Linked DNA regions of Mus musculus: regions 2, 3 and 4 are each linked to region 1. The links are chromatin contacts, called in public capture Hi-C and promoter capture Hi-C maps. All regions are on one chromosome and are shown on one strand. The core of a region is the stretch at or near the end of the contact, and the rest is flanking DNA. Distances in the headings are between cores, read along the strand shown.

Region 1 (6,926 bases), core at 2,908-5,407:
CCCCATAACCTTCATACCACTGTTGTGCCATTGGTCCCATCCTGTGCTGGGTAAGACCATTAATGTCTTTTTTCCCAAAGTGCTTGCATAGCACCATTTAGTACTATTAAAACTAGTTAGCAGGAAATTTTCAAGTCAGTTCCAGCTTGATTTCTGTGTCATTGCAACTGAGGTGTGCTATGTCTTTGTCAAAAGATCTTATAGATTAATTATGGTAGACAACCAAGAGCACTGTATTTTGGGGGCCTTTTAGGCCTCCTTGATCAGCAGCTCATAGGCATGCTATGCCTGGTACTGAGATTTTAGTTCAACAATCTATATCTGCCGAGTGTGTTACATGGTAATGACATCCTTTTCGTGACTTTAAAAATAAGTTGAGCAAACCTTATCCACATGAAATTCTAGTTTTCATTGTTCTTAATTCTGTTTCTTGGGTTGTGCTGTTTTTCTCTTACTTTGTTCTTGATTGCTTTGAAATGTAGTTGCCTGCTGTTTAAGGCAGCTGCAGTAGAGTGCACCCAGGAGTGGTTATATTTCTATATTTAGAAAACCATAGGGTTTATAAAGCAGTTGCAGATTCCTTTGGGATAAAATGGTTTCTATAAATGTAACATTTTTAATGAAACTATTATTATCCTCCATTAGAGAAATAGAGCAATGAGCAATGTGTGTGTTTGTGGGTTCAGCTTAGATGGAAAACATTTTTTTTCCTTAGGAGCTAAGGGTATTTTAAATACTTACAATGAATCATGTGTATTCTATTTTTGTGTTCTTAATCTTGAATTGCAGAGCTTTTACCCAAGTATTTACCTTTGGTCCAACATTCCGAGCTGAGAATTCTCAGAGCCGGAGACACCTGGCTGAATTTTATATGGTTGAAGCGGAGATTTCTTTTGTTGAAAGCCTTCAGGATCTCATGCAGGTAGGTATACAGTTTGTCATTTCCAGGAATCTGACATTGTAGTACTTCTGCATTATAGAGATTTATGGGGTGGAGAAAATAGGAATCCATTTAATTAGTATACCTTAATTTCTACTTCACAGAGCAGTTGAAATCAGGCAGAGGTGTGTGTGTGTGTGTGTGTGTGTGTGTGTGTGTGTATCTGACTGATAACTTACTAATTACTCAGAAAAAATTAACTGTTACTATTTTAAATTCTATCAGTAATATTTGGGTAGTCTCTTAGTTTGGATTTATAATGTTCAATTTAATTTAACATAATTTAAAAATAATGAACTGTTAGCTTTACTTTCTACTCATTGTATGTCTTAAACTCCTATTCACCCAGTAAATGAGCATTTTAAACCATAGGCACTAGGGTAGGATAGAGCCATGACTTTATGGCCACATCCTTTTCTCTTAAACTTTGTGACAGAGTTATTGCCATCAGAGTTCTTTTCTTATCTTTTTTTTTAAAAGTCGCATGTAAGAGGTAGAGACAAAGAGACAGACAGACAAAAATATTGAGAAAGAATGAGCATGAATACCCAAGCAGAGCAGAGATCGTGGATCCCCTTGGAGCTTGAGTTACAGGCAGTTATAATCTACCCATCATGGGCGCTGGGACCTGAACTTGGATCTTCAGTAAATAACATCTGAGCCATCTCTCCATCCCAGGTTTTTGTTTAAGATTTGATTTGATTTGATTTGATTTGATTTGATTTGATTTGATTTGATTTGATTTGATTTTAAATGTATGAGTGTTTTACCTGCAGAAGCCAGAATGGGGTATTAGAGCTGCTAGAACTAGAGTTGCAGACAGTTGTGAGCCACCTTGTGAGTGCCAAGAATCAAACCCAGGCAAGTGGTCTCACCTACTTAGACATCTCTCCAGCCCCTGCTGGCAAATGTTTCTATTACTATTGTTATATATATATATATATATTTCCCCCCCCCCCCCAGAGACAGGGTTTCTCTGTGTAGCCCTGGCTGTCCAGAAACTCACTCTGTAGACCAGGCTGGCCTCGAACTCAGAAATCCACCTGCCTCTGCCTCCCAAGTGCTGGGATTAAAGGCTTGCGCCACCACCACCTGGCTATTATATCTTTTTTTTAAAGTCCACTTGTTATCCCCATCCCGATTCGCCCTCTGACAGTTCCTCCTCCCCTGTCTCCAAGAGGATGTCTCCACCCTTCATCTACCCCATCAGACCACTGCACTACCTGGGGCCTTAGGTCTATCCAGGGTTAGGTGCATCTTCTCTCACTGAGGCCAGACCAAGCCATCCTCTGCTGTGCATGTGTTGGGGCCTCATATCGGATAATGTATGCTACCTGGTTAGTGGCTCAGTGTCTAAGAGATCTTGGGAGTCCAGGTTAGTTGAGACTGCTGGTCTTTCTATGGGGTCGCCTTCTTCCTCAGCTTCTTCCAGCCTTTCCCTAATTCAACCACAGCAGTCCCCAGCTTCTGTCCATTGGTTGGGTGTAAATATCTGCATCTGACTCTTTTAGCTGCTTGTTGGGCCTCTCAGAGAACAGCCATGCTAGGCTCCTATCTGTAAGCACATACATCAATAATAGTATCAGGTCTTGGAGCCTCTCCTTGAGCTGGATCCTAAGTTGGGTCAGTCACTGGACCTCCTTTTCCTCAGTCTCTTCTCCATTTTTGTCCCTGTAGTTCTTTCAGACAGGAATAATTATGGGTCAGAATTTTTGACTGTGGGATGGGAACCCTGTGCCTCCACTTGATGCCCTGTCTTCTACTGGAGGTGGACTATACAAGTTCCCTCTCCCCACTATTGGGCATTTCATCTAAGGTCCTTCCCTTTGAGGCCTGAGAGTCCTTCCAGGTCTATGGCATATTCTAGAGCCCGCCCCCCCCTCCTCCTACCTCCTAAGGTTGCCTGTTTCCATTCTTTCTGCTGGCCCTCAGGGCTTCAACCCTATTCTCCACCTGCCCCTCAATACCTGATCATGTTCCCCTCTTTCCCTTCCTGCCCCCTCTGCTACCCAGGTCCCTCCCTCCCTCTGCCCACTGTGATTTCTTTCCTTCTCCCTTCCCAAGTAGGATCGAGATGTCCTCACTCGGGCCCTTCGGATTTGTTAACTAACCTTCTTGAGTTCTGTAGACTGAATCCTGAGGATTCTGTACTTTTTTTTTTTTTTTTTTTTTGGCTAATATCCACTTCTTAGTGAGAACATACCATGCATGTTCTTTTGGGTCGGAGTTACCTCGCTCAGTATGATATTTTCTAGATTTGCCTGCAAAACTCATGATGTCCTTGTTCTTAATAGCTGAATAGTATTACATTGTGTAAAAGAACCACATTATCTTTATCCATTCTTCCATTGTGGGACATCTGCATTGTTTCCAGTTTCTGGCTATCACAAATAAGGCTGCTTTGAACATGGTGAAACACGTGCCCCTCTGGCGTGGTGGGGCATCTTTTGGGTATATGTCCAGGGGTGGTATTGCTGGGTCTTCAGATAAATCTATTTCCAGTTTTCTGAGGAACCTCCAGGAATGCTCTTGAGCACACTGCCTGTAAGGAAAAGATCAAAGCAGTGAGGAGAGGGCAACGTTGAACTTTGATACATCAACAGAGATGGCTTCGTTTTCCATGAAGACATCAGAAGCTAGAAAAACTTTTCCTTCTGTGTACAGGAGGGAGGTTTTTTGTGCTTTCCTCTATCACCCAGGTATTTGACGTCGTTAGCTAGCCTTAAAGAAACATACCCTTGAGTAAGGCAGTGCCTTTGGGCTGGCAGTTCCTGAAGAGTCAGTCTGTCAGCAACTAACATTGCCAGATAATGTATTTGGCCATGCATTGTAATGCCTTCCACTGCTTATGTAGGTCAGTATCACTCATGGGACATTTCTGCTTATCCCTTCAAGGAGTAGGTGGTGATGGGTAGAGTAGTTACTGCCAGTATGTAATGGCTAAAGCCAAAGATGGTTTTCAAGGCCTTATCACTCACAAAATGTATTCTCTTCCCCTGAGGAATTATCTAGTTCAAAATGCTAGTAATGTCTCTGGAATAACCCTGGTGCTGACTATGTGGAGTTAAACTCTGAGCCTTAAAGAACGGTATGCATTCCTTAAACAGCTTTATCTGAGCCCACCACCCAGTGTTATTTTTCTTCACTTAGATACTGAGAGCACTGTGAGGAAAGGAACCACTCTCAGACTTCCCCATATCTGCCTCTACCCTATTTCCACTGCCTCAACATAGACACCAAAGGGAAAGGTTATGAAGATTAATATGTAAATTGTTAGACACATGACAAGATTGCAAAATACTTTCATTTCCTCAAGTTTTTTTCATAAGAACATTGAGAAATGGATAAGTAAGTACCACTGTGGTGAATGTAAACAGAATGCAGGTCCGCTTTCATACACTGGGTAAAGGTAATTGCTGCCACGCCTGATGACTTAAGTGTGATGCCTGGGACACATGGCAGAAGAGGAGAGCTGACCTTCACAGTAGTACTGTGGCATCACAAAATTAATCCACAAATGTAGCACTGGCGTTGGAGATGGTTCTGTGGTTACGGACAATGGCTGCTCTTCTAGAGGACTCCCAGCACCCATGCAACAGCTCCCAACCATCTTTAAGTACAGTTCTAGGGGATCTGATGTTCTAGGGGTTATGGTTTCTACAGGCACCAGGTACACACATGGGCACAGTCATACATACAAGCAAAGCATACATATAAAATAAAAAGTAAATCATTTTCAAAATGTAATAAAATTTAAAACATACTTGAACGTATCATTACTCCATTCTATTTTCTCTCGTTCATTCGTCCTCTGTTGTTAGAGTTGTTTATAGATATTTTAGCTGATGGATTTTTAAGCATTACTCAAGAATAATGTGAACCATAACAGCAGTCATTTTATCACCACCCTAAGATATTCTTGCTGGTATTATTATATATATATTTATATGCATATGTGTATATATATATTATAAGTTTATATATAAAATAATACCAGCGATATATATATATATATGTGTGTGTGTGTATGTATGTATATATGTGTAATATGTATATGTATGTGTGGCTGTATATATGTGTGTGTATGTATGTGTATATATATATATATACACACACACATATACATATACATATACACACACATATACATATACATACATACATATATATATATATATATATATATATATATATATATATATATATCAAAATAAGTCTGGGAGTAATAAACAAGGTCAGATGACCCAAGAGAGATGAGCCATTGTGTGTCTAGTGGCTTCGGATGAGGAGACAACTCTTCTGACATTATGAAAAACACACTGGTTTCCTATGACAGTTTTGATTTATGTCTGTTTTCTTAGTATCACATTCATGTAAACTATAAGTTTTCAGGCATATATCCACTACAGTCAAAATATGGGACAGTTTTGCTCTTACAAAACAGCTCCGACTTATTGCTGCCTTGCATTCTAATTCCTCCCACTGTCAACTGCTCATCTTCTCTGTCTCTCTTGAGTAATTTGCCCTTTGCAGACTGTAATGTGGACATTCTTGTGTCCATATCTGACTGTCTTCTGCCGCTTAGTATACTATATATCAGACTCTCCTGTTGTCTGGGTAGTTCCCTGACACAGGCTCACCACAGTCATTTACCATTCCTACTGAAGAACATTTGTATTAGTTCAGTCTTGGAAAGCAATGAAAAAAGTTTCTATAAACCTTCCAGTGCAGGTTCTGTGAGAACATAGTTTTCATCTCTCTTGGGTGAGGTCCAAGGAGTGAAGAGGTGAGATCTAAGGTTGATGTTTAGTTTTTTTCAGGAATCTGTCTGGTTTACAGGGTAACTACACTGTGTTACATTCCTGCAAGCAATATGCTATGATTTTATTTTGTATTTCCCCAGTATATCTTGAGGGTTTCTGTGTTAAACATCTTGTCATCTGCCTAGCAGCTATGAATTTCTAGTCTTGGTCAAGTTGCTTGTTTTCTTGTTGTTGAACTTTGATTGTTTTGGTTTTTTGAGATGGCATCACTGTGTAGCCCTGGGTGGCCTTGGACTCAGGCATTCTGCCCCTCCACCCCCTGAATTCTGGGAAGATACGCACCTCCACACCTGAACCTTTGTTGTTGAGCATTGAGACTTCTTCATTTTCAAATATGTATCCTTTTTCAGATACATAATTTGAAAATATTTCTCCTAGTGTTGGCAGTTTGTCTTTCCACTCTTTTAGCAATATCATTCACAGAGAAAGGGTTTTAGCTATGGTAAACATGAATTTGCCATTTTAGACTTGGAAATGATAGCACAAATACATAGTCCTTGACTTGAGAGGCAGAGGCAGAAGGGTTATAAGATCCAGGCTAGTGTAAGCTACAAAGTGAGACTGATTCAAAAAGACAAAACAAGAATTACCATAAAAAGTAAATCTTAAAGACCCTGTCTTATATTTTAAAATTAAAAATAAAAAGAACACCACCCATTTGAGCAGTTTCCTTCATAATTACACAAGAAGACCTCTGACTGATTTTGTGAGTCTTGGTGCTGACTCATGCAGTCGGTGACAGCCAAGCACTGGGATTGGGTAAGGATGCGGTGTCAGCACCAGCAAGATGGCTCAGCGTGGATAAAGCTTTTGCCCATGTAGTCCTGATGGACTTCAAGCCCAGGAAGCCTCGGAGGAAATGGAGAGCCAGCTTGTGAAAGTCGTCCTCTGCCCTCTGCCATGGACCGCTGTGGCGCATGTGTGTCGGCACGGCCACGCAGTTAACTGTACTCATGAAACTCAGCATTAAAAGAGAATATTCAAGTTTGGGTGGCAGATTTGCTACTTAACTCACTCTACTAGTGGGACTCAGCATCTATTGTCTAATGACTCAAAATATAAATCTTTTTTTAAACACAGAAAAAAGTAACCTCCTGCTTCTCCTTTTCTCGCAGTGCATTTAAGTTTTGACTCGGTGTTATAAAATCTTTTTATTCATGAAT
Region 2 (6,926 bases), core at 1,773-4,272, 240 kb after region 1:
AATGTCTATTTTATCTTCCCTTCTGAGTAAAATTCAAGTATCTTTCCTTCGCCCTCCTTGTTATTTAGCTTCTTGGGCCTATGGATTGTAGCATAGGTATCCTCTACCTTATGGCTAATATCCGCTTACAAGTGAGAACTTACCATGCATGTTCTTTTAGGTCTGGGTTACCTCACTCAGGATGACTTTTTCTAGTCCCATTCATTTGACTACAAATTTCATGTTCTTGTTTTTAATAGCTGAGTAGTATTTCATTGTGTCAATGAACCACATTATCTTTATCCATTCTTCACTTGAGGGACATCTGGATTGTTTCCAGTTTCTGGATATTACAAATAAAGCTGCTATCAACATAGTTGAGTAAGTGTCCTTGTAGTATGTTGGAGCATCTTTTCAGTATATGCCCAGGAGTGGTATAGCTGAATCTTGAGGTAGAACTATTCCCAGTTTTCTGAGAAACTGGAGAATTGATTTCTAGAGTGGTTGTACAAGTTTGCACGCCCACCAGCAATGGAAGAGTATTCGCTTTGCTCCACATCCTTGCCAGCATGTGCTTTCCCCTGAGTCTTTTATCTTAGCCATTCTGATGGGTGTAAGATGGAATCTCAGAGTCATTTTAATTTGTATTTCCCTAATGACTAAAGATGTTGAACATTTCTTTAAGTGTTTCTCAGCTATTAGAGATTCCTCTGTTGAGAAAACTCTGTTTAGTACCCCATTTTTAATGGAGTTATTTGGTTTATTCATGTTTAACTTCTTGAATTCTTTGTATATTTTGAATATTAGTTCTCTGTCTGATGTAGAGTGAGTAAAGATCTTTTTTATTTACTCAGTATGCTCATTAAACAAATGTGTATTGAGTATGCTGCGATAGGTATGTGTATTGGAGATACAGAGACAATTGGATCATATGTCATTTACTAGCAACATGTAAGATTGCTTGTCAAGATTGTCTCTCTCAGGCTTGTGAGAAGATTCAGCAGGTAAAAATCACTTGATGCTAGGTTTAACAGCCATATTTCACACATACCCCAGATCCATGTGGTAGAAAGAGAAACAACTCCCAGAAGCCAAGCACCAGGAAGTAGTTACATAAATTCAGACAAGAGATATTTTGTTGATGGTTTTTTTTTAAAATCTCACTATGTAGAGATCCACTATATGTAGGCACCTCTACTCTCCTTATGTACACTGTGGTATACATATCTAGTCACCAATACAAACATAGTTAAATAAATAGCAAATAAAAGCAATAAAGATTATATGTCTCTTCCAATTCCCTGTGTTGAGTTATGAACAAGGACACTGAGATTCTGAGAGGCAAAATCACTTTAAAAGTAAATACACTGGGTCACTCAACTGACTTTGGGTCTGTGCTTAAGGCAAGGGTGGGCTGCAGAAATAAAGATAATCATACCTTTTATCTGTACACCAGACTGATAATTTATTGCAGGTGTGAGGGGAGCACTGAATGATAAGACAAAGGTTATGATAAAAGGTTAAGATTAAAAAGAAAAGGCTCAAGCCGGGCGGGTGGTGTCGCACACCTTTAATCCCAGCACTCGGGAGGCAGAGGCAGGCGGATTTCTGAGTTCAAGGCCAGCCTGGTCTACAAAGTGAGTTCCAGGACAGTCAAGGCTATACAGAGAAACCCTGTCTCGAAAAACCAAACCAAAAAAAGAAAAAGAAAAAAAAAAGAAAAGGCTCATTGTCAAACCAGGAACCTTTATTTTGAAGGCAATAAGAAATCAGTAACTGTAACTGAAGAAATAGTGCTTTATTATCTTATAATAATAATACAAGAGACTGGTATAATTCTGAAAACCCTCTGAAGTGCAAAGAGAATTGGTAAGAAATACTGTGGAAAAAGTGAACAAGAAGATAGTTTTCAAAAGAGACAGAGCTCTGTAAGACATCTGAAGGAGAACAGGAAGCCATTGTTAAGTGTACAATGGCAGACTGGCATGAATGTTGAGAAGCCAGGGAAATCAGAGAGTGACTAGGTTTCTGCCTTTGACAACTGATGGGAAAGGTATTGATGCGCTTCCCTGAGACAGAAAGTGTTGGACAAAGGAGCTGGCTTAGATTCTGAGCTTAACTAGCTGATGGGATATAAAGGAAGAGGCCAGCAGGTAAGGGGTGATGTACAGTAGAAAGCTCTGGAAGGACTGAGCTAGAGATTGAAGTTTTAGAGTTATCATCATTTGAGTGGCATTTAAAGCTTAAGCTTAATAATAGGCAATATGCCTCCAGAGAAAGGCTTTATGGCCAGAGGGAAGTTATAGGAAAGTCTAAAACTAGAGTCTGAGGAATTAAGAGATAGGCAAAGCAAGAAGGAGCCAGAAAGTCAACTGAGAGTATAGAACCTCATCAAAGGGTTTCTTTTTACACCTCCCCTGTGTCTTCTCAGACAGAGCTTATGTTCCTCCCCTGGTGCCATGACTACTCCGTCCTTAGTATAAACCCTCTTTCATCCACCACTGGAGAGTTCATTTTGCAAATCTAATGGAATAATAAGTGCATTGATTCTGTTAACAAACATCCAGGTCACTATGAGACCTGTTATAGGAATTCATTTTGAAGATCAATACAGCTATCATGGAACAGTTTCTCCCTAGAGACTCATTGACTTTCTCTCTTCTGTCCTTTCCAGTGCTAGGAGTGACTAGAGTGTAATTAGTACTGTACATCATGAATAAGCTGGTAATCCTGCCTCGGGCCATGTGGATAGTACAGCCTGAAATAGGTCAGAAAACAGTAGCTAAAGAACCTTATCTCTTCTGATAGGATTTGAATGACTCTAGAAAGCCATCATCTCCCAAAATATTCCTCCCTACCTAGCATATTATCTGAACTTATATCTTTATACCTTTATTTCTTGAGAATATAAGTTTCATGGTTGGAATTTTAAAATGTCAAATGTTTTATTTATGTAATCATGGACTAAGAACCCCCTATGTGGGACTATATTAGGTACATGCTAGGACTGTGTAGTAATAATCTCACTGACACGGTTCTCAGAAACCAAGTGCAAGGAAGCAGAATGACCATAGGTATAAACAAAGCATAAGCTGAAACCTGTCAGCTCCAAGAAAGAAAAAAAAGCATTCAGAAAGGTATTTGTGGGAATGTAATATCTGCATAGGATCTTGAAATCTTCATATGAGCTTGCTAGAAGTAGAGAAGGAATCCAGTTTGTAGGAACAGCATAAGGAGAAAGAATCAAAGAATTACTCCCAACCCCCAAATAGGCAGCTATGCTCAGGGGCTGATGATGCTTCCATCTGCTTTGCTTATGTGTGGAGAGAAAGCAGGAAGTAGGTCAGACTAAGGAAATGTGGACTAAGCTTAGAGAGCCAGCCAAATGAATAATGCTTTGGGCTGGGGTGTAGTACTCTAAACCTTTATCTGTCCTTAAATACCTCACTTCCTTTCTAATACAACAGAGGAGAGTTTGAGATAAGAAGAAAAAAAGAAAGGCCAGTGGAAAGAGAACAAAGCTGCCCTAGAAGATATGGAAGAGTACCAGGATGACCAAGGGTCTAGTCTGAAGGGACAGCTCTGCTTTTGTTTGTGTTTTTATCATTATTGCACAAAGGCATAGTTTTGGACCTTAATCAGTGAGTCTTTAGTAAGCAGTGTCTCATTTAGTGGAGCCAGAAGCTTTGAGGGAGGTAATAACTGCAGGAACCTGCCATACCCTAAATGGCTTCTTAGTCCTGGAAACCTTGACTGTGGTGACAAGAGAACAAAGAAAGGACAGCCAGCCAAGCATGATGGTGTACAACTGTAATCCCAGGATTAAAGTTCAGGAGGCAGAGGCAGGCAGATCTCTGAGTTAGACTAACTTGTCTACATATGAATTCCAGGCCACCAAGAAACAACATACAGACATATAGAAAAGCTAGAATCTTGGACTGTGCTTTCTGTTGAACACCTGCAAACCAGAAACCCAGCTCTGTTTGTTATGTATAACACAGGAGAAGACCTTACCTAGTCTGAGTAGGAGGGCTCTGTAGGGAAAAAGACTTAGTTTGCAGACATTCAGGAAGGGGAAGTTGAGGTTTCTAGTTTTTGTATATACACAGTGCTCACGTATTCTTAAACACTGTTACCTAGACCAGAGGAAGGTCTTGCCATGCCTCTGAGCCTCACTCAAGGAAGGCTCATGAGTCAGAGTCACTGAGGTTCTTGACAAGGCCATGGGCATGTCAACAGTATACATTCACTCCAATCTTCATCTGCTCCCAACAGGAGCCACCTACAGGAAGGAAGCATGGTGCTCACCCATCCAGAGTCTAGTCTTGTCACTCTAAGGGTCACTCTGGGATTGGATAGGCAAACCCCCTGGGTAGAGCAGATCAGGTCTAGGTTATGATAACCTGGCCTTCAGACTTCTCCTAAGCTTTTCAGAGGTGTAACTCATCTCCCATTCAGCCAAGATGGCCACAATGCCCAACCTGCCTCCCTGGGAAGACAGAGGTAATGAGTGTCTGAGGGAAAGAATGTGGCAGCCATATTACTGTCTCTTATCCAAATACTTTTTTTCTCTCTCTGACAACTGTCTTTAAGACAAGGACACTTTCCCTACTTTATTTCACTCACAAAGCCCTTTCTTCTTTTCACAGACTCCCTGAGGAACCTTTCTTCAGCCAGTCATGGTCCCCGCTCTTCTCCAGCTGAGTTCAGCTCCAGTCAGCACCTGCTCCGAGAACGGAAGTCCTCAGCCCCTTCACACTCTAGCCAGCCTACTTTATTCACGTTTGAGCCCCCTGTGTCAAGCCACATGCAGCCTACCTTGTCCACCAGTGCACCTCAGGAGTATCTCTACTTGCACCAGTGCATAAGCAGAAGGACAGAAAATGCAAGGTAGGAGACTGCCATGGCCACCATGCGGGAAAGTGACTACTCAGGGCCTTTGACTCTCTAGTCCCTGAATTTCAGTTTTAATGTCAAGGGAGTAAAAATGCTTACTTTTTTAGGCAAAGAAACACAAAGATAACAAGACATCTTTTATATAAACCTTTATATAACCTTCATAATTTTTGTTTTGATCTGTGTTACTACAAAATCATCATTGAATTCCAGAGAAATTATTGTCTCATTATCAGCAATCATGTTATAAAATATTTGTTTGATTTGGGGTTAAAAAGCATGAGGGTAAGTTTCAGAACTACAGCATAACAGTCAATTTCTTGCTGCTTTAAGAGTTCAGCTAGAACATAGTGGAGCATGTGTCCTTATTCCATGTTGGAGCATCTTCTGGGTATATGCCCAGGAGTTGTATAGCTGGGTCCTCAGGTAGTACTATGTCCAATTTTCTGAGGAACCGCCAAACTGATTTCCAGAATGGTTGTACCAGCCTGCAATCCTACCAGCAATAGAGGAGTGTTCCTCTTCCTCCACATCCTCACCAGCATCTGCTGTCACCTGAGTTTTTTTATCTTAGCCATTCTGACTGGTGTGAGGTGGAATCTCAGAGTTGTTTTGATTTGCATTTCCCTGATGACTAAAGATATTGAACATTTTTTTAGGTGCTTCTCAACCATTCAGTATTCCTCAGTTGAAAGTTCTTTGTTTAGCTCTGTACCCCATTTTTAATAGGGTTATTTGGTTTTCCGGGAGTCTAACTTCTTGAGTTCTTTGTATATATTGGATATTAGCCCTAATCTGTTGGTTGCCTTCTTTTCTTATTGACAGTGTCCTTTGCCTTACAGAAGCTTTGCAGTTTTATGAGGTCCCATTTGTTAATTCTTTTTTTGGGGGGAAGGAAAGGGTTAATTTCTTCTCATACCTTACATTCCATCTTGAAGAAAGTCAGGGTAGCAACTCAAGGCAGGAACCTGGAGGCATGAACTGAGGCAGAAGCCCTGGAGAAACACTGTTTACTGGCCTGCTCTCCCATCTTACTCAGTTTCATTTTTTTTCTTTTTTTTTTTATTACGTATTTTCTTCAATTACATTTCCAATGCTATCCCAAAAGTCCCCACCCCCACTCCCCTACCCACCCATTCCCATTTTTTGGCCCTGGCATTCCCCTGTACTGGGGCATATAACGTTTGCCTGACCAATGGGCCTCTCTTTCCAGTGATGGCCGACTAGGTCATCTTTTGATACATATGCAGCTAGAGTCAAGAGCTCTGGGGTACTGGTTAGTTCATAATGTTGTTCCTCCGATAGGGTTGCAGATCCCTTTAGCTCCTTGGGTACTTTCTCTAGCTCCTCCATTGGGGGTCCTGTGATCCATCCAATAGTTGACTGTGAGCATCCACTTCTGTGTTTGCTAGGCCCCGGCCTAGTCTCACAAGGGACAGCTATATCACCGTCCTTGCAACAAAGGCTTGCTAGTGTATGCAATGGTGTCATCGCTTGGAGGCTAATTATGGGATGGATCCCTGGATATGGCAGTCTCTAGATGGACCATCCTTTTGTCTCAGCTCCAAACTTTGCCATTTGTTAATTCTTGATTTTACAGTACAAGCCATTGGTGTTCTGTTCAGGAATTTTTCCCCTATGCCCATGTGTTCAAGGCTCTTCCACACTTTCTTCTCTATAAGTTTCAGTATCTCTGGTTTTATGTGGAGGTCCTTGATCCACTTAGACTTGAGCTTTGTACAGGAGATAAGAATGGATCAATTTGCATTCTTCTACATGCTAATCACCAGTTGAGCCAGCACCATTTGTTGAAAATGCTGTCTTTTTTCCATGGTTTTAGCTCCTTTGTCAAAGATCAAGTGACCATTATTTATAATAGCCAGAAGCTGTAAAGAACCCAGATATCTCTCAACAGAAGAATGGATACAGAAAATGTGATACATTTACACAATGGAGTCTTAATAGCGTTCTCACGCCCGGCCAGGAAGAACACAACAGACCAGAATCTTCTGCGGCAAAACTTTATTGCTTACATCTTCAGGAGCAGGAGT
Region 3 (6,926 bases), core at 2,579-5,078, 220 kb after region 1:
TATGCGTATAATTCCAGAAATGCCTAGATAAGAGGTGGGGACATAAGGATCACTGGAGCTTGCTGTCCAGGTATTCTGGCCTACTTGGCAAAAGTTCCAGTCCAGTCAGAGTCCCTGTGTTAGACAAAAGGTAGAAAATACCTGAGTTTGTCCTCTGACCTTCACACATGAAACACTAATAGAAATAATAAATTTTAGGGTTGTTTTTGATAGCACCTTAGAGTGACTTTAATTCATAATAACATGCTATATAGTTTTTACAAATAACTAGGAGGATGGACATCTAAGGGCTCCAGACATACATGAATGTAAGCAGATGGAACTATAAGTTTCCCAGTTTGAGTAGTGATGTGCATGAGCAATGTTTAGATGATAACATGGAAGTGACTATTGTTCCAACTTTTACTTTTAAATTTATTTATTTATTTATTTATTTATTTATTTAACATCCCAATAACAGCTTCCCCTCCCTCTTCTCCTCCCAGTTCCTCCCCCTCACCTCAGCCCCCTCCCCATCCTCCAGTCCCCTTTCCTCAGATATCAATCTTCCTTGACAAATGAAGTGGCAGTAGGTCTAGGCACATCTCCTATTGTGGCTAGACAAGGCAGCACAGTTAGAGGAATGGGATCCAAAGACAGGCAACAGAGTCAAAGACAGCCTCTGCTCCTGCTGTTAGTAGTCCCACATGAAGACCTGCATGCACAACTGTTACATATGTGCAAAGGGCCTAAATCTATACCATGCGTGCTCTCTGGTGGTTCGGTCTTGGTGGGCCTGTATGGGCTCAGCTTAGTTGAACTGGAATAGAAATATCTGGCAAAAGTAAATGCAGTTTTCCCTATTTGGCATTGAATAAGAGACTCCAGACACTCCTGACTCCTCTGCATAGGGGTCCCACAGCTGGCTTAGGTGTCCCTCCTTACCATCTCAGATTGTTGCAGTCTGGGTGCTAGAATACTCTTCATACAATGACTCCTAGGGCTGTAGTCCAGTGAGCAGATTCTACAGGTGGGCCTGTAGCTGTACTGAGAGTATTTGCTTCAAATTTCTGCTCTAGGGCTCTGCAACCCCTAAAAACTGTGCAGCTCTGTCCTTGCAGTGCCTCTGCTTCTCTGTGGGCTCACTGGGCAGCACTCCAGCTGTGGATTCCCCAGAACTGTGCACAGATCTTCTTGCCTGGCTCACCTAATTGTTACCTAACCTTGTGGAGATTCCTTCATATAGGGAGCCACATTCAAATACTCCTTAGACTTTATCTGCCTCCCTTCCCCTTAAGGGTTATGATGGGATCCATTGAATGTTTCTGGTATTTTACCTTCAGCTGGAAGAGTTTCTATAGCAGATGGAGTCTTTTTTTTTTTTAATTTTTCAACTTTCTTGCCACCCCCAGATTCTTATTTCTACTGCTTCCCTGCAATTCCTCATGTATTCCAGCCAAACATCTAGTATAAAACCTGAAGGACCAAGCCAGACCAGGAGTAAAACTGAGTCTAAATATTCACACAGATTGGAGAAGACATCAGCTTCCTGACAAAGAGCTTCTTCCAAAAGGAAACACAGGCTAATGCGCCAGAAAGAAAAGAACAAAAAAATGCCAAAAAGATTTCATCTCATATATGTGGGACCCATTTTTGTTTTGTGTTTATATACAAAATTAAGACTCTCCCTCCCTCTAGGAATCAAAATGACTTTCAAAACTTAACATAAAAAAGCAGATAACTGCTCTGAGCTGTGTTTACCAATAGACATGTCTGGGTCCTCGCATTGGTGGCCAGGCACAGGCAGCTGTCCCTGACCAGATGTACCATGTACAAAAAGAACCAGCTTTCAGCTGAAAAAACTTGGATGAATTATTCATGTGCTGAGCAATCAGCCAGTGTTAGGAAAGCTCTCACCCTTTGAATTCTGAAATCTGAGGTCTGCTTTGCTTTTTTTTTTTCTTTTTCTTTTTTTTTCCAAATTTTTATTAGGTATTTACTTCATTTACATCTCAAATGCTATCCCAAAAGTCCCCTATACCCTCCTTCCCCACCCCTGCTCCCCTACCCACCCACTCCCACTTCTTGGCCCTGGTGTTTCCCCTGTACTGGGGCATATAAAGTTTGCAAGACTGATGGGCCTCTCTTCCCAATGATGGCCGACTAGGCCATCTTCTGCTACATATGCAGCTAGAGACACGAGCTCTGGGGGTACTGGTTAGTTCTTATTGTTGTTCTTCCTATAGGGTTGCAGACCCCTTCAGCTCCTTGGGTACTTTCTCTAGCTCCTCCATTGGGGGTCCTGTGTTCTATCCAATAGCTGACTGTGAGCATCCACTTCTGTGTTTGTCAGGCACTGGCATAGCCTCCTCCCCCCTTCACTTTTCAGTTGCTGCACAGGACCCACAGAGCCACTATGGAATCTGGCAGGTCATCTGTGCTGAAACCCAGGGTTTCTGCTTATTTGCAGTTTGACACCAAATAAGTAACTTTTTACCTCTTATGGTTTTATCATCTGGAAAATGGAAATGATTCATCATGGGGTTGTTGGAGAGGTTATACCAGATCACACAGGAAACATCAGGAAAATGTGTAGGAACAGTGGCTGCCAAGTGCTTCTTTCCATATAGTGAGGACGGTGGTGTAAAAGTAAAGATGTTCTTTGTATCTATAAAACAAGATAAACAGGATGTGATTTAAATATCTACCATTTTTAGAAAGCTTTCCTGTCAGCAAACCCTTCTGTAGTCTCATTTGAAACAAAAATGAAGTGACAAGGGGCAACTGACGTTATTTCTGTTGCACAAGGAGGAACAGGGAGATTTTGGAACAGAGACCTAAAAGCAGAGGTGCTGGGGCTAAGTCCCAAGGCTTTTACGCATCCTCAGACTATGTTTGCTAACTCCTCATTTGTTCTAACTCTTCACAGGCAAGTCTGGCATAGCTGCTTCTAAGTCACAAAATAGCCAGCCAGAAGGAAGAGCAGCAGGACGTTTATAAATCACTGACAACTGATTATTTTATAAGTGTAGTGATATTATAAAAGTGGCCTCTGACAGCTAAATTAGCAAACTAACATGGTCTGTCTCCAACTAGCCAGCAAGCCACTATGAATGAATTGGAGCTCAGGGAGTTTAGCTCACCAAAGTCCTATTTTGTAACTGGTAAAGATTTAGAAATAGGGCCAAAGCCTCTTCTATATTCTCTCCATGGAATTAGCTTTTCCTTTATCCTTTACCCCTTGGCAAGAGTTTTGTGACAATAGTTAGCCTAATTCTGTGGAATGAAATCCCAGAGTTCTAGATGTTTTCTTCTTCCACCTTTTCTCTACTAAAAAATATTTGATGAGGCTGCTCCCCAAAATCTGTTTTATAAATATTTAAGCTTCCAGTAATCCTTGAGTTTCCTATCTCTCTAGCAGACTATTTCAAGCCTTGGTTTTCATCTGGGGTCAGACAACACTCATAGGAATGCTTTGAGGAAATATGCAGCATCCTATGGAAGAATGTCAGTGGGGGGTCTTCAAACAGCTCATCCGTCTCTAGACCACCTATTCCTGCTAGACAGCAGAAAGAGCTGTGGGAGAGCTGCTGTCCACACAGATGCCTTCTGACAACCTTGTCCTCCCCTGCCACCCCATGATGAAAGTGGGTAGGAGAGTGAAAAATTAGGATAGAATAAGGCAGGGGAGAAATATTTCCCTTCTCATATGCCTGAGAGGCCTTTTCTTCCCTGTTCCCTCTCCCACCTTTTGGTGTTGTTTCTCTGAACTTAGATTCACAGCTTCTCTTGGGACCCTTCTTGGAAGCTGAGAGCCAGTGTGGGAGGCAAGAAGCAGAATCTCCCCAGACTACAACCCAGCTGTTGAGGAGCAAAGCAAAGAACAGGGTGGAGACTGACTCAAGCCCCAGGCCAGAGGTGGAGGCTGCTTTCTGAATCACCCACCCTTTTTTTTTTCCACTGAGACAATGAGGAAAATAAACATCCAGACCAGTTTCCAGCCAGCTCTGAAATTCCTGTTCCCTTTAAAAAAAAAAAAAAGTGTTATTACGAGCAGTTCTGAAGAATTAGATCTCCTTCATTATTATTATTTGTTTTTGTTGTTTGCAACTTGGTCTAGTCACCCAAAAAAAAAACAGGTCTTGAATTGAATATGAGCTACATAAATCTTCATAGAACTCTCTGTAGCCCTGACCTTCAGGAAAGTCCAGACTCTGGAGGAGGAAAAGGTGACTGGGAAAAACATGACCCCTTTCTCCATTCTAAGACTTGATCCGTCTTCCTGTTCTGTCTATTTATACGAGACACTCCCCCTCACCTCCCTAGCCAACCAGCATAGATTAAGTCTAGTGTTACCTGCCAAAACCCACAGACTGGGGAGTAGGAGCAGTCTGGTCCTGAGTTCTCAACTTTGGAAAGCTCGCAGATGTGTCTTGAGACTCCCGGCACCCACCCCTCCTGTTTTGTTGCTGTTCATGGATGACTTCCGATTACCCATTGTGAAGAAAGGTAGTAGTGATTTGTTGAAATTACCAGAGTACATTCCAAAATTCTGTATAACTTCAATTTTGGACTTATAATAATGGTAGAACTAGAATTTTGTGTTTAGTGGAAGAGGCGTTTGTATTAAAAGGTTGTCTTAGATCCCTGAAAATCTTAAGTCTGATTAAATATCCAGTCATAGTTATTCTTTTTTAATTAGATATTTTTTATTTACATTTCAAATGTCCCCTTTCCTAGTTTCCCCTCTGAGAATCCCCTATCCTCTCCCCCCACCCAATCCCCTGCTCCCCAACCTACCCACTCCTGCTTCCTGGCCCAGGTATGCCCCTATACTGGGACAAAGAACCTTTACAGGACCAAGGGCCTCTCTTCCCATTGATGACCGACTAGGCCATCCTCTGCTACATATGCAGTTAGAGCCACGAGTCCCTCCGTCTGTTTTATTTGATTAGTGGTTTAGTCCCAGGGAGCTCTGAGGTTACTGATTAGTTCATATTGTTGTTCCTCCTAGGGGGCTGCAAACACCTTCAGCTCCTTGGGTACTTTTCTTTAGCTCCTTCATTGGGGACCTTGTGCTCCATCTAATGGATGGCTGTGAGCATCCACTTCTGTATTTGTCAGGCACTGGCAGAGCCCCTCAGGAGACAGCTATATCAGGTTCCTGTCAGCAAGCTCTTGTTGGCATCTGCAATAGTGTCTGGGTTTAGTGGTTGTTTATGGGATGGATCCCCAGGTGGGGCAGTCCCTGGATGGTCATTCCTTCAGTCTCTGCTCCAAACTTTATCTCTGTTATTCTTAAGATGCTGAATGCTACAAAGCCTATAGATATAGTCATTTCTCCAAGATCTAAATTGAGAGACAAAGTCTCAATTTTAGATTTCAACTTTGTTACTTATTCAATGTGTAGATCTTATGAGATCTTCAACATTAAACTTGAAGTAATTTTAAACATTGGGTTTTTTTAATTACTTTTTTTACACTCCATATTTTATTCCCTCCCCCAGTCTACCCTCTGACTGTTCCACATCCCCTACCTCCTCCCTACCCCCTGTCTCCACGTGGATGTCCCCACCCCCCACCCTGCCTGACCTCTAAACTCCCTGGAACCTCCAGTCTCTTGGGGTTAGGTGCATCATCTCTGAATGAACACAGACCCGGAAGTCCTCTGCTTTATGTGTTGGGGGGACTCATATCATGTGGTGTATGTTGTGTGTTTGGTAGTCCAGTGTTTGAGAGTTCTCAGGGGTCCAGATTAACTGAGACTGCTAGTCCTCCTATGGGGTCACCCTCCTACTCAGCTTCTTTCAGCCTTCCCTAATTCAACAACAGGGGTCAGCAGCTTCTGTTCATTGGTTAGGTGCAAATATCTGCATCTGACTCTTTCAGCTGCTTGTTGGGTCTTTCAGAGAGCAATCATGATAGATCCCTTTTTGTGAGCACTGCATAGCATCAGGAATAGTGTCAGGCCTTGGAACCTCCCCTTGAGCTGGATTCCACTTTGGGCCTTCTTTTCCTCAGGCTCCTCTCCATTTCCATCCCTGTAATTCTTCCAGACAGGCACAATTATGGGTCAGAGATGTGACTGTGAGATGGCAACCCCATCCCTCACTTGATGTCCTGTCTTCCTGCTGCAGGTGGGCTCTATAAGTTCCTCTCCCTACTGTCAGGCATTTCATCTAAGGTCCCTCCCTTTGAGTTCTGAGAGTCTCTTACCTCCCAGGTCTCTGGTGCATTCTGGAGGGTCCTGTTTTCCAAGGTTGCCTGTTCCCATTCTTTCTGCTTTTCCTCAGGGCTTCAGTCCTTTTACCTCACCCAATACCAGATCAGGTTTCCCTCTCCCTCAGACTCCCCCTACCCATTCACTTTCCCTCCCAGGTCCCTTCCTCCCTCCCCACTTGTGATTGCTTTCTTCTCCCTCCCAAGTGGGACTGAGGTATCCTCACTTGGACACTTCAACTTGTTGACCTTTTTGAGTTCTGTGGACTGAGTTTCGGGTATTCTGTACTTATCCACTTCTTAGTGAGTGCATACCATGCATGTCCTTTTGGGTCTGAGTTACCTCGCTCAGGATATTTTCTAGTTCCATCCATTTGCCTGCAAAACTCAGGATGTCCTCATTCTTAATAGCTGAGTAGTATTCCATTGTGTAAATGAACCACATTTTCTGTATCCATTCTTCTGTCATGAGACATCTAGGTTGTTTCCAGCTTCTGGTATCACAATTAAGGCTGCTATGAACATAAATGCAATCTTAAATCTTAATACCTGAAAGGGAAGAAGAAGATTACAAGTTGAACAAGACCTAAATGTTTTTCTCCCATGCTTTTCTGTAGAGGCTTGAACACAGTGTGAAAATACTGGCTGTGGTAGATACCGCAAAACATGGACCTCTAGGCCAGTATTAAATTAAGAAAAATTTAATCAGTTAACAACAAAATTTTAAA
Region 4 (6,926 bases), core at 1,798-4,297, 180 kb after region 1:
CCAAGTTGGGCCAGTGGCTAGACTGCCTTTCCTACAGTCTCTTCCCCATTTTTGTCCCTGTCTTTCTTTTAGACAGGAATAATTCTGGGTCAAAAATTTTGAAGGTGGGTTGGTCACCCCATCCCTCCACTGGGGGCCCTGTCTCTCCACTGGGGTGGTCTCTTCAGGTTTCACCTCCCCACTGTTGGGCAATTTTGACTAAGGTTACTGTCTTTGAGTCCTGGAAGCCTTTCACATGCCAGGTCTCTTGGACTTTTCTAGAGGTTTTCCCCACACCCAGAAGCTGCTTATTTCCATTCATTCTCCTGGCCCTGTGAGCTTCTCTCCTGTTTCCCCCCCATACCTGATTCTGCACCCCTTTCCCCCTCCCTCTTCCTCCCTGCTCCCTCACTCCTTCTGCCTACTGGCCCACCCCATCTCCACCTCTATCCCCTATGTAACTTAGTCTAACTGAATGTCAGATTATCCTCTTTCCTGGTTCTTCACCACAGCTGGCACAAGATTTATCTTTGAACTTTGCTCTCCCTGGATTGAACATTCCTAGGTTCCAAACAGCAATCCTTGAATTCCAGGCCTAAATCATCAGAACCCTCTGTGCACTGACAGAGCTTCAGTTAACATATAAATAGTGTTAGAGTTGGATCTTGATACCTCTGATCATGTTTGGTTGTGTATTCATTGCTGAGCCAGCCACTGTGGCTCACTGGGAGTTCTTCCCATGCTTTATGCTCTACCCACTACAACCTGTAATTAGTATGCTAAATATAGAAGGTGAGCTTTTCCTGGATGTCCATTGTGTTTCTGGTGTCTGTGCAGTACTACCTCACCCTCATCTGTCTGAGAGCTTTGGCTTTATTCACTTTTCCTGTTTTTACCAACAGAAAAACAGATATTCTCTCCTTTTGTTCCTTTAGTAAGGCTATCACTAGAGAGTTATCTAGTACACTATGAGTTCTAAGTACTGTGCTAAATGCTAAGATAAAAAGAGCCCTGACCTCAATGTAACAGTCTTGTGATTAGATAAGGCTCATTCTGTGTTCATCTAGAGCTGAAAGAATCTTCCTAATAAATAAGTCAGGACTCAGTAACTATATTGCCTTCTCTGGGAGGTTTCACGTTTCATGTGTCATTAAACTTTGTGCTAAGAGCTAAAGCCTGAATTCTAGTGCTGCTATTGTCTTCTGCCATCAGTTAACTACAAACCTGAATATTTTCTGTAAACTCTCTGGCTAGTCAGGCTCTTTCTTGGGCTCTTACTAGACCTTTGGGACAAGAAGGTCTGAGGCTATGATACTTGCTAGTTGTATACTCTCTGAGGATTTTTCTTTCATCTGTGAAGGGGGTTGTGTTTACCTTCACTCACTGGTTTAGGAATTAAATGTGATAGGAGACATATCTGTCATAGCATGTTGCAGGAGCTCAGGTAATACGTACTTTGATTTCCTCAAAGTAAGTTTGAAGTTCTTGGGGTCTAGAGCAGTTCAAATATTCCTAGAAGAAACATAGCTACAGAGCTCTTCCTCCTCCAGGAATGTGCTCTCTCCATGCTTCTACTGGGTATAATGGGACAGAAGTCTGGCCTAATGTACTTCACACTGAAATAAATTAGGATATAATTGTATTAAGAAGTCAGATTAAATCTTCTACCTGTAGTTACTTGGGAGTCTGGGGGATGAGAGTAGATTTAGAGTTGGTAATGGTGATTTTTTTTTTTAAAGAAAGCAAGGGGAGTTTTAAAAATAAAGTACTTGTTTGTGTTCTACCTAATAGAGTTGGAGTATTGATAATGTAGTAGACTCAGGTTTTAATAACCCTCCCTTGACAGGAATCTCCTGGCTTATTGGCAGTTTTTGGTTTTACCTTCATCAGAAAGAGGGAAGTTAAAAGGACACACCCATTTCTAGAAGTTATGCAAAACTCTTTTCCAAGAAATGCCTTGCCCCTTCTACAGCTTTAGCCACAGAATCTGGAGAAAGATGATTGGAGGCACTGAGAAAATTTTAGTCATCAGAGAAGAATTCTGTTATCTGTTGTACCTAAGCCATGACAGAAGATTGTGGAGTTTTAGAAATACTTTCAACTGCCAAAGAAGAAAGTAATAGAAGGTACTGCCTAGCTTGGCTATTTAGAAGAACACATCTCTCACTTCTAAGAATCTAAGTAATCTAGTTAAATAAGATATCATGATATCAGGTTGCCTTAGTGAACACCATGTGAGGCTCCCTAGGTTGGAAGAGACTTTGGTCTCTCACCCATTTGTTACACTCATCCTCCTACAGCACCCTCTACCTTTTCTTCATAGCCTTTCTACCTTATCCTAATCCCTGATTTAGCAAACAGCTGAACCACACACTTTGGGAACAGTTTGGTGAATTCAAGCTAGATGTTTGCTTATAAATTGTAATGTTCATGCTACTATAGATTTGATAGTTGTAAGAAAGACTATATGCCCTAAAATGTTTACTGTCAGCCCTTTACAGGAAACTTTAATGATAAGTATTGTACCCTAGGCTGTCTCTTTTTCAGAATTTTTAGTATTAAAGATTCTCTAATTTTCATAGAGCATCTAAGAAAATCCTTAGTAATTCAAGAAGAATCGTTTTATTTAGTATAATACTTAAGGCAGAACAAAAGAGTCTAGAATTTTAGAAGTACTTTCAGTTTTCAGGGCTGAAGCTAAAAGGATCTTCAGAAAGTTCCTTTTTCCTTAAAAGACAATTTACCTATAAGAACTAGCCTAGTTCAACTTGATTATGTAGACTAACCTAAAACAAACCAGGTTCTTGTCCCATATGTAAAGCAGCCTTTATGTTTAGAACCCATATTCATGACCCCAGGGAATCTCCCTGGAGACTGATATGGTAGAATTTTATAAGCTCTTCACCACCAACAAAATACTTATAATGTGATTTAGTCATCGTAAGTCTCAGTGGAGGCTTATTTTATTTTTCTGGTTGCCAAAGAGCAATAGAAGGAAGTCATGACCTTGTTCTGTGCGCACTTACAGACCTAACCTAAAGGACAGACAGGATCACATGAGATGTACTCTGCTCAACGGCAGGAGTGATGCAACTTCCAGGTCATATGTTCCCACATTCGTGTCTCTGTGGTCTGGGTAATTGTGAAATGGTTTGTTTTCTAACTAGATTTGGGTACAAAAGGAAAACAGTCACTTCTGTTTCATCAGAGCAAATGGTAATCTCTACTTGATTCTAGACATAAATTTGACTTTGTTTTGACTTTTTAGACAGTATACTCTTACGTTAGGAACTTCTTTATGTCCCATTATAAGTAAGTAAGATGTACTGTCTCTTCCTCTCTGACTTGATTATTACTATTCTATTTATTTATTTTATGTATTTTGATGAGTTTTGACTTTGATGTTTTGTTTTTGAGGCAAGATCTCACTCTGGTACACAAACTAATGATTCTGCTGCCACATTATTCTCCTTTAGATTGCCATTTTCTCTGACCATAGAAAGCTATAGCAACAGCTTCCTAAATAGTTTTTGTTGTTGTTGTTGTTGTTGTTGTTATTCGCTAGTTCACCTTCCTCATTGCTAGATGAGCACTAGTTAACATTTTAACAAATAGCCACAGAGCACTAGTTAACATTTCTCTACTGCTATGCACTTTGCAGCAACTCCCATTACCAATAAAGATACAGCTTCTAAGGGTGGTTCTGAAGGCCTCACAGGACCCCTAAGTTCTTCCTTTCCTCCTTTCCACATCCAACTTACCAAATTTCCAAACCTCTCTTGTCTTTTTTCCAATGCCCAGGCCTGGTTCATACCATGTGACCTTTTTAAAGCAAAGCCTTTTTCCTTTCTTTATAGCTTTCCTTGTAATAGTCATTTTACTCATTTCTCTCTCCTTTTTCTCTCCCCATTTTCCTCCTTTCTCTCCCTCTCTCCTCTTTGTTTCTCCCTCTCTGTTCCTGTTTCAGTGATATGCTAAGAAACTGTGGCTCTTTTTATGATACATCTAAAGCTCTGCTTCATCGTTTAGGGCTATATATTAATGTCTTATCTTCCTGCAACTTTATAAATATTTTAAGTTGTTTAAAAGGAATGTTTCCATCATGCCTCTCTTCTTTAAACCACATAGCATAGAGCATGGTTCATCGTTGTTTCCACTGAATACTTTTTTAAAAACTTGATTTCTTTTTCAGAGCTGAGGACTGAACCCAGGGCCTTGTACCTGCTAGGCAAGCGTTCTACATTAAGCTAAATCCCCAACCCCCAAAACTTAATTTTTCATAAGACAAAAATTTCCACCTATTTACCCTTTTTTATTTGTAAGGGTAAATCTATGTATGTGTGAATGCACATGTGCACAAAAGTACCCAAATGGGCCAGGAGAAAGTGTCAAGTCCATCCCTGGAGCTGATGAGCCTCTTGATGTACACACTGGAGCAGCAGCCAGCACTCTTAACTGCTGAGCCATCTAGTTCTTTATTTATCTTTTAACTATTTTATAGCTTGGACATTTTACCTTCAAATCTATTGTTCATCTTTTGTCACTGTCTTGTTAGCCTATTTGATTTTCAGAGGGAGTCTCTGTATGGGCCTGAGTAGTTGGTATTATAGGCACGTGCCACTACTCCTTTCCTGAGCCTTTTTTCCCTAGTATCATTTGTTGAAAAGTCTGTCTGTCTTCCATTTAATTTCTTTTGTACCTTTATCAAAAATTAGTGGGGACCAGCAAGATATTTCAGTGGGTAAAGATGTTTGTTGACAAACCTGACAACCCAAATTTCATCTCCAGGACCTACATGGTGAAAGGAAAGAACTCTTGCAAATTGTCCTCTGACCTCTACACTTGCACTGCGGCACACATGCCCACCTCCCCCAAATAAATAAATGTAATAATAAAAATAAAGAAAGAAAAATCAGTGGATATATCATGTGAATATAGTTCGAGTTTTCTGTTTTGTTACATTGTTCTCTGTTTGTAGTTCTCATCCAGTATACATCATCTTGATTGCCATAGCTACAGAACATTTAAAATACATACACTGCGGCTCGACAGATGACTCACTGGTTCACAACACTGGCTGCTCTTCTAGAGGACCTAGGTTCAATTCTAAGCATCCACATGGTAGTTGCCAACCATCCATAACTCCAGACCTATGGCCTCCAATGCCCATTGCCCTTTTCTGGCCTCTAAAGGCACCACATACACAACACACACACACACACACACACACTCCTACACTTAAACACATAAATAAAATTTTAAAAAAAAATATATATATATACCCTGATTTCATATATTTTATTTTAACCTTTTCCAAAATTGTTGTATCTATTTTCATCCTTTTTTCTTTCCATATGCATTGTAGAATAAGCTTATGTACACCAACGAAACTTTTTGCATGAATTTTTATAAGTATTGTGGTAAACCTATACATAAATTTTGGAAAATGTACTGGGTTGATTCTTAGGCATTGTATATCTATTTAAACATTTAGGAGTACCTTAACAAGTTATCAGCACTGTGTGATTTATAAATTGCATGTCCTGCATGTACAAAGTTTTGTTAGATTTATACTTTTTTCATTTAAAAAAATGATTATTAATGATGCTGTGTGAGTTTTTTCTTTGTTTGGGGTCTGAGGGTAGAACCAGGCCTTATTCATTATAGGCAGGCACTCTACCACTGAGCTACCCACCCAGATACAATGTGTATTTTTTACTGCCTATGCAAACAAATCATTGCTAGAATATAGAAGTAAATAAACTTTCATGTACTTATCTTGTATCCTGTGACCACCATGCTCTAGAAAATCTATTTGCAGTTATTTTTGGATTTTTACCATAAATAATCATGTCATCTGAAAGCAGGCAAAACTTTTTTCTTTCATCTTTATCCTCTTTTTTCTGGTCTGTGTGTTTCTTAAATCTACTTCTTGCTTTATTGCATGATTGGAAAAATGGTCATCTTTGTCTTGCTTCCAATTTTGTCAGTCTTTCAGAATTAACTATAACAATAGATGTTGGTCTTTTTATGCAATTTATCAGATTCAGCAAATTTAGCTATATTCTTGTTTTTTGAGTTTTTACAAGAAATGAATATCCTTTTCTTCACTGATAAAGCAATGATTTTTTTTTTGTTTTGTTTTGTTTTGTTTTTTGAGACAGGGTTTCTCTGTGTAGCCCTGGCTGTCCTGAAACTCACTTTGTAGACCAGGCTGGCCTCAAACTCAGAAATCCACCTGCCTCTACCTCCCAAGTGCTGGGATTAAAGGCATGCCCCACCACGCAATGATTTTTTTTTAACCTTTCAGTATGGTGGGTTATATTTGTTGGTTTCAAATATTGAATTAGCTCTACTTCCTCAGAATAAGCCCCACTTAATTACATGGCTCTTTAGGTTATTGAATTGTCTTTAAGTATGTAATCTACTTTAATTTTTCAGGATTTTGCATATATGAGAACAGTTTTGAAAAGATTTCTCTTAATAGCATATTCAGGACTTGTGTTTCCATATTGTCCTTGCATTATATGTCAGTGATCCAAGAGTGTCTTAGTCAGGGTTTCTATTCCTGCACAAACATCATGACCAAGAAGCAAGTTGGGGAGGAAAGGGTTTATTTGGCTTACACTTCCATACTGCTGTTCATCACCAAGGAAGTCAGGACTGGAACTCAAGCAGGTCAGGAAGCAGGAGCTGATGCAGAGGCCACGGAGGGATGTTCTTTACTGGCTTGCCTCACCTGGCTTGCTCAGCCTGCTTTCTTATAGAACCAAGACTACCAGCCCTGAGATGGTCCCACCCACAAGGGGCCTTTCCCCCTTGATCACTAATTGAGAAAATGCCTTACAGTTGGATCTCATGGAGGCATTTCCTCAACTGAAGCTCCTTTCTCTGTGATAACTCCAGCTGTGTCAAGTTGACACAAAACTAGCCAGTACAATTGACCC

Evidence for each region. Capture Hi-C pulls out chosen DNA fragments and counts their contacts.
Region 2: a contact with region 1 is called in a promoter capture Hi-C map of adipose tissue. The contact joins two enhancer-like sites. A contact is called at or near these places in 1 of 15 datasets of contacts at CTCF or cohesin (the NIH/3T3 cell line), 2 of 484 Hi-C or Micro-C datasets (bone marrow-derived macrophages and nephron progenitors), 1 of 115 datasets of contacts at active chromatin or transcription factors (microglia) and 2 of 9 other capture datasets (adipose tissue and liver).
Region 3: a contact with region 1 is called in a promoter capture Hi-C map of adipose tissue. The contact joins two enhancer-like sites. A contact is called at or near these places in 2 of 484 Hi-C or Micro-C datasets (bone marrow-derived macrophages and nephron progenitors), 1 of 115 datasets of contacts at active chromatin or transcription factors (microglia) and 2 of 9 other capture datasets (adipose tissue and liver).
Region 4: a capture Hi-C map of bone marrow-derived macrophages shows a contact between it and region 1, with 4 times the contacts expected there. The contact joins two enhancer-like sites. A contact is called at or near these places in 3 of 9 other capture datasets (adipose tissue, bone marrow-derived macrophages and liver).

What each region holds. Positions count from the first base shown.
Region 1 is chr7:97,022,829-97,029,754 of GRCm38.p6, forward strand. It overlaps Nars2 (asparaginyl-tRNA synthetase 2 (mitochondrial)(putative)), which reads left to right. Exons shown (of 14, transcript NM_153591.4): 7 at 790-922. Among named protein-coding and RNA genes, the nearest start is that of Gab2, 55 kb to the right of the region's middle. Within about 2 kb of position 4,158, at least 30 of the 459 cell types and tissues checked have an H3K27ac peak or open chromatin away from gene starts, as enhancers often do. A contact at or near this core is called in adipose tissue and bone marrow-derived macrophages, where this site is marked.
Region 2 is chr7:97,267,174-97,274,099 of GRCm38.p6, forward strand. It overlaps Gab2 (growth factor receptor bound protein 2-associated protein 2), which reads left to right. Exons shown (of 10, transcript NM_010248.2): 3 at 4,629-4,869. Among named protein-coding and RNA genes, the nearest start is that of Usp35, 61 kb to the right of the region's middle. Within about 2 kb of position 3,023, at least 50 of the 459 cell types and tissues checked have an H3K27ac peak or open chromatin away from gene starts, as enhancers often do. A contact at or near this core is called in adipose tissue and bone marrow-derived macrophages, where this site is marked.
Region 3 is chr7:97,244,018-97,250,943 of GRCm38.p6, forward strand. The region is part of intron 2 of Gab2 (growth factor receptor bound protein 2-associated protein 2); the gene reads left to right. Among named protein-coding and RNA genes, the nearest start is that of Usp35, 85 kb to the right of the region's middle. Within about 2 kb of position 3,829, at least 52 of the 459 cell types and tissues checked have an H3K27ac peak or open chromatin away from gene starts, as enhancers often do. A contact at or near this core is called in adipose tissue, where this site is marked.
Region 4 is chr7:97,208,259-97,215,184 of GRCm38.p6, forward strand. All of the region lies in intron 1 of Gab2 (growth factor receptor bound protein 2-associated protein 2), which reads left to right. Among named protein-coding and RNA genes, the nearest start is that of Usp35, 120 kb to the right of the region's middle. Within about 2 kb of position 3,048, at least 105 of the 459 cell types and tissues checked have an H3K27ac peak or open chromatin away from gene starts, as enhancers often do. A contact at or near this core is called in adipose tissue and bone marrow-derived macrophages, where this site is marked.